Linked DNA regions of Astyanax mexicanus: region 1 is linked to region 2. A link is a contact called in public Hi-C data. All regions are on one chromosome and are shown on one strand. Each heading gives the region's core, a stretch centred on a gene start, on an enhancer-like site or on the middle of the called end of the contact. The rest is flanking DNA. Distances are from core to core; before and after follow the strand shown.

What was found. Hi-C and Micro-C count contacts between places; a contact is called where the count stands out from the background.
Region 1: a contact with region 2 is called in a Hi-C map of muscle, with 3 times the contacts expected there. The contact joins the promoter of LOC103044415 here to the enhancer-like site in region 2. A contact is called at or near these places in 2 of 3 Hi-C or Micro-C datasets (both in muscle).

What each region holds. Positions count from the first base shown.
Region 1 is chr17:20,988,657-20,991,866 of AstMex3_surface, reverse strand. It overlaps LOC103044415 (glucocorticoid receptor), which reads left to right and starts at 1,388. Exons shown (of 9, transcript XM_022676219.2): 1 at 1,388-3,210.
Region 2 is chr17:20,936,152-20,939,404 of AstMex3_surface, reverse strand. All of the region lies in intron 2 of LOC103044415 (glucocorticoid receptor), which reads left to right. Among protein-coding and RNA genes, the nearest start is that of LOC103044415, 53 kb to the left of the region's middle. Within about 2 kb of position 1,549, the one cell type or tissue checked has an H3K27ac peak away from gene starts, as active enhancers do.

The sequences.
Region 1 (3,210 bases), core at 139-2,638, 53 kb before region 2:
CACGACGGCATCCCAGGTGGTCCCATCAAGGTTCAATTGGTGATAAATTTGGTGATGGGGCAGGCCAAGAAATATATATATATATATATATATATATATATATATATATATATATATATATGTATATATATATATATATATATATATATATATATATATATATATATATATATATATATATATATATATATACATATATATATATATATGTATATATATATATATGTATATATATATATATACATATATATATATATACACATATATATATATATATATATATGTACCTATAACTACCTATAACTACTACTTTTAACTACTTTTAAGTACAATAACATATTTATGAACCCATATGAAGTGAACCTCATGGAAATAAGATTAAATAAAAAAAATTAAAATATATTTTTTTAATATATATAAAAACGTTTAAATGTAAAACATACTTTAATCTTCTTTTATATACATAAAAACATATATACTACCGACGCTTACTATGGAGGACGAAAAATGACATGACAAGTATAAATAAATAAATTCACATATAAATTTATTTATGAATAAATAAATATATAAATAAATAGCTAAATAAATACATGCATAAATAATTGGAAAGATAAATAAATAAATAAATAGATTTCATATATTCATATATTTATTGATTGATGTATTTCTACATTTATTTATTTATTTTATATATCTGCATTTAATTATTTAATTATTTATTTCAACATTTTTACATTGATTTATTTATTTAATTATTTATTTCAACATTTCTACATGTGTTTATTTATTTATTTAGTCAATTACTTATTTTAACATTTATTTAATTATTCATTTACGTATTTCAACATTTCTACATTTAGTTATTTATTTCCACATTTCTTCATATATTTATTTCTGTATGCCTGCATTTGTATGTTAGAATCTGGTTGCCTCTGTTTGATTCACATTCCTGCTTTAAAGCGAGGATAGGACCGCCTTCCTAATTACCATACAGATGCAGAAATAAATAAATACATGAAGAAATGTGGAAATAAATAAATGTAGAAATACATTAATAAATAATTATGCAAATACATGCAGAAACACATAAATCAATAAATAAATATATAAATAAACAAATGCAGAAATACATCAATCAATAAATATATAAATAAACAAGGTCCATACATGAAAATATGGAAATAGAATTTTAAGTGTGTACTTTTTCATGACAAAATGTACTTATTTATTTATTTATACAATTATTAATGCGTGTATTTATTTATCTATTCATTTTTATGTGCATTTATTAATTTATATTTATGCCATTTTTCGTTCTACTGTCTTAATCCTGTCACCCTTTGCGGGCAGCGAAGTGCTGGGTGTCGCTCTGCGCATGCGCGTCCCTCTCTCGGTAAGTGAGTTAGTCAAGTTAGTTAGGTTATGTTAGGTAATGCCTTTTCGTTCCTATCAGTTTAAATCCTCCCGCATTACTTTGCTTCTATTTGTACTTTCTTTAATGAAGAATGTAGCGGGTATCCCGAGGGCACTGCGCTATGCTGCGCCACGCTGGGTGATATTAGAGCTTAATAGTGTTTGAAAGAGGGCTGAAGAAGACAGGAGAAGTCACCTGAAGAAGAAGAGAAGCGCTCTCGGGTTTTCTTATTTATCTGAGCTCCTGTCGGTGTGAATGTGCCCTTCGCCCCGGGCTTTATCTGCGGACTGTAACGCTAGGTTAGATTAGTTAACTAGCTACTGCGCCATCTAAAAACCAACCGTGCTGGAGGCTAGCTGCTGTTTTAAAGGACACACGCGCCCTTGTCACAACTTTTTTTTTATGTTAAGACGACATTAGAACGATATTTATCACGTTCGTCCGGTTTTTGGTGGCATTTTTGGGTAAAGTGGAGGGAGGGAAAAGTTCAGGCTCCTCTGGCTGCGGCAGCTTTTAACGTTGGTTACGTTAACTTACGTTAGTTAGCTAGGTTAACTCGCGTTAACTAGCTTTCGCCTAGTTAGCTAGCTAGCGAAGTTAACGTTAACTGGCTATGCTAACTAGTTAGTTTAGCTAGCTAGCTTTTTTTTCTAAACGCGCGTCGTTGACACCGAGCTAATGCGGGGTGTGTCTGAAACGTCAGATGTGCTGCCTAGTTAGTGAGCATTCTGAGGCAGGAAGGCACCCAAGCTTGTCTGAAGCGAAGTTTAACCAGTAATTTAACACTAGCCTTCTGGTTTAATGTGTTTAAATGCTAGCTAAAAGCTAATGAAAACACTCAACAGCCAAACATACACAATTAAACAGCAGTGAACTGTTTATAGACTGCCAGCGTCAGGACCTGCGTATTTTATCCCCTTTTGATTCGGATACACGAATCTTAATCACTACACTGCCTTCTAAGTGATATATCTAGGTTAGCTAACTAGTTAACCTTGCTAGTGTTGAGCAGCAAGAGCATCAAGTCAGTCAGTATTTCTTGCGGGTTAGAAACAGGAGTAATGTAATGTAAGCCGGGGTGTTCTGTCGAGTTATGCTACCTTGTCAAACCGCGCTACCCTAGTAGTACAGTACAACTGTAAAAATGCAAAAGAAGTACTATATTAGAGCATGTTCCTAGTGGAATCACAGTAGATGTGGTTAGCTTTAGTATATTTGGATAGCATAAATCACTGTATAAATTTAAAGTTACGGCAATGAGAGATCATTACAAACTGCTTTTGTATTGCTTATTATATTTTAAATACTAACTATTGCATTTTTTTTATTATTAATAATTTAAATTTACACTTTTTTCTGTAATGACTGAGTCCAGGTTGTAACAGATTCATTATTAAAAAAAACGAGAAATAATAAAAAAAAAAAGTGTACGTCGGCGCATGCGCAGTGCCTTTAGGAAGCACTTATTTATGGGTAGCACAAATCGACAGAACACCGGCGAAGCTGCAGCTAGGCAAATCGTGTGATATAACTAGGTTATAACCTATCCTAAGTTATCTAGGTTATCTTTGTTAGCTAACTATTGGTTATAAACAATTCTGTTCTAAAAGCATCAGACAACTCTAGGTAGCGTTAGCTAACCTAACTTGTTATAAGCTGACTGTGTAGCTGGCGTTGTTACGTTACTGTGTTAACGTGGTTCAGTGCTGCTGACAGTCTGTAGCCTGTGCCTGCTGTCAAGTTCAGCGCATTTGGCCGTGGCGTTTTTTTTTGTTTAGTGCAGCGAGCGAGGC
Region 2 (3,253 bases), core at 300-2,799:
ATAGAAGGGAAAAAGAAAATGTACATAGATGTAAAACTGGACAAATGACTATTACTGTATTTCTTATACTATAAAGCACATCTAAACACTTTAAACTCTTAAAACATGTTTAAAAATGCGTGCGCCTAATAATCTGGTAGGCCTATGAATTCTAGCAGTAAGGTTGTATGTAGCAGTAAAGCCACTTCGCTAAAGTACTGCGTTATGAAGTAGTTTGAATAAAGTTGCTAACCACAGTAGCACTGTTGAGCGGCATTTACTAGCGCTAAGTGCTGCTAACTACGGCTAGTGCTGCTAACTGCTCTAAATTATGGGAAATCTAAGCTTACTGTAAATAAACGGAAGCGCTTTACTCACCCAATTAAACAGTTTTCAGGAGAGAAATGTGTGTAGATTAACATCCAACACTCGATTGACTTGAAAAAAAAATGTTTTTTTTTTTACTTCCCAGTGGCGAGACCTGCTGAATTAGAAGGGAAACATGGCGACACCCTTGTTCCTTACTATTGTTGCTCACAATGTGCCTTGCGTAAAAAATTAGACCAGAAAACAGACGTTCATTTATAGTGTGCCTTATAATATGGTATAATATGATTCTAGTGCAAAAAATACGATAGCTCTCTAAACACATTTAATTACTTACAAGTTAGGATTTGACACATTTTATTATTGAAGATCATGTGCCAGCATAGTTTTAAAAATGTTTTTAGAAAAACTAACATCTTTTCATCCTTTTAGTTGATCAATTGATTTTTAGTGTTGTCATGGAAACGTAATGAAAAAGTAATGGAAACGTGTTACATTGCAAATGTTCTTTTCAACTTAAAACAAGGGTAATGTATCTTTCTATCTTTTCTCCTCTCATTGTCTTCCTTATTTCTCTCTCCTCTCACTGTCTGTACTTCTTTTATTCTATGTGTTGTAACTTTCCTTTAAACAGTTTAAACCAGCTTTTAAAATGTATGAGGTTCCTCAAAGTAGCTATTGCTGAGCTTGGATAAGAGAGGTGGGATAAATTGAAAGTTCAGTTATTTTTCAGTACTGCTGTTTAGAAGAAAATTAGACTTAGACTTGTACTTGCATGGTTTACAGGGAGGGTTCACAGGACCAGGGAAACAATTGGCATCGTAGATTGATTGATTGATTGATTGATTTTGAATTTTGGTTATGTAAATGTTTGAGGCTATAAACTGCTCACTGTCCAATACAGTAGACATCCCTAGATAAACATTTACTTTTGTCCAAAATAGCATTCTTTAACTTGACCCCTCTGCCCCTCTGTGTCTCCTCACTTCACTTCTCTGTTAGCTGTGTGATTATGATGGGCGCTCAAGAAATACAGCACCTAAAGTTAGCATGAGCCATACCCTGCGCTAATATTATCTGACATTTCCTGTGAAAGACATGCTGTACTTGATTTAGCAACAATTTCTTCTATTCTGTTTCTAAGTCAGTTCTACAGTCATGATGTTGGACATAATAGCAAAGATGTGTTCTCGCCATTCAAAGACGTTTGAAAGTCAGAGCGGGCCGCAGGGCGGCGCGGGGGGTGGGTGAAATGATTTGCATTGCCGCGAGCTTGGCCCAAATTCCAGGCATAGTTACTAAAGCGAATCTGGCATGGCTTTCTGCCAGCGTCCAGCTTGCCGTCCTCTTTCATAAATGGTGTCATCTTTCCATTCCAGACCAGGCCAGACTGCCTGTGACCTGAGTTCAGGTCAGACGTGTTGGAGCTACCTTGGGGTTTGTGTCGAACATAAACATAGTCTTTCCTAACAAGAGCCGCGGCGACGCTCGGGTGTTAGAATATCCTCTTCCTGAAAGCATTATCTGCCTGCGTTGTGGTATTTCAGACATTCGGGTGGGGATTAGAACCGTGACACGGAAATCTTTATCTTTCTCTGCTTTAAATATTATCCTGTCAGCCCAATGATAGACGGCGAGCTAAACAGTACACATCACATGACTGCGTGTATGTGTGTGTCTGGTACTGTACTAGCCACAAAGGAACATTGGAGTGGCTGTTTGGCTCAGATTGAATTGCGTATTGAACGCCAAAATGGGACTGCACAGCTGTCCATCATGCTTTGCTTTAAGTGGCTTCACTGCATCATGTTGACTGCTGTAATAAACTGTCTGTAGAGGCTTTTACTGACACCTTCTGCAGTACATGTTGCAGTCAGGTCAGTAAGTATTTGTACAGTGATATTTTTTTAAATGTGATGCTGTAATGTAATCAATTAAAATATGATTGATATGTAAACTTTAGGCTTAAGGCATTAAACAGTTTAATAACAGACACACACACTTAAACTAAAAATCTTATAAGAGATGCTTACATATTCATACATTTAACAAGATCAAAACATTGTTTTTAGCTTCCTTGGGACATGGCCAAAGTCATCGTTCGGGGTTAATCAGGGTTGGGTACTGTTTTAAAATTTCCAATACTGTCAGGATGGCCCGGCACAACAGAGACAAGTGCAGATGTAAAACAATGCAGATTTTATTTCCAAAAAATATACTATATTCCATATAAGTATGTACAGGTTGACCCTAAGCGGTCTTCAGCACAGTGATGGTGTGTCGACAGTGATGTGGATGAATCATTAGAAGTAGAGCCAGACTTTAGAACACTTTGACATGTTAAACCCTCTGTGTGTGCTGTCTGCATTTCTGTACACACTTGTGCACACTTGTTGACATGTTTTTTTTTTTACCTTGATGTGCATGCTCTCTGCGTATGGCACATTTATTTGCGTTTCATGCAAACCATTGAAAATAAGCATAATTTTTTTTTTTACCTTTCGGAACACGGCGGTACTGAAAAAATACTGGGGTGGGCGTAAACACGAGGTAACCACATGGCCTACATGGCCTTGTAAACACAGCAGCAGACAGAAAGCTGTGGAACTCCGTCCAGCATAGTTTTGTGCGGACATTTCCAGTTAAAGCCAAATTAATGCTTTTAATCCAAGAAAAAACTCTTATTTACATGTTAAAAGCCATTTAAATGGCAGATTAAAGGGTCAATTATTGTTGTTTCGCTGTTTTTATTTCCTTTTGCTGGCCTTTTCCAGTGCTCGGGCTGACTCTTAAGCACTCGGTAGGTCCGGATCTCTGACGCTAGACAGCGTGTATGTGGGGGCGGGGCTGGTGACATCATGGGTTCTGCATTGTTTATTATTGTGATATATATAATCGAAAAAAAAAACATTGCAATGTCAAACTTTTCCAATATCGTGGAGCCCTA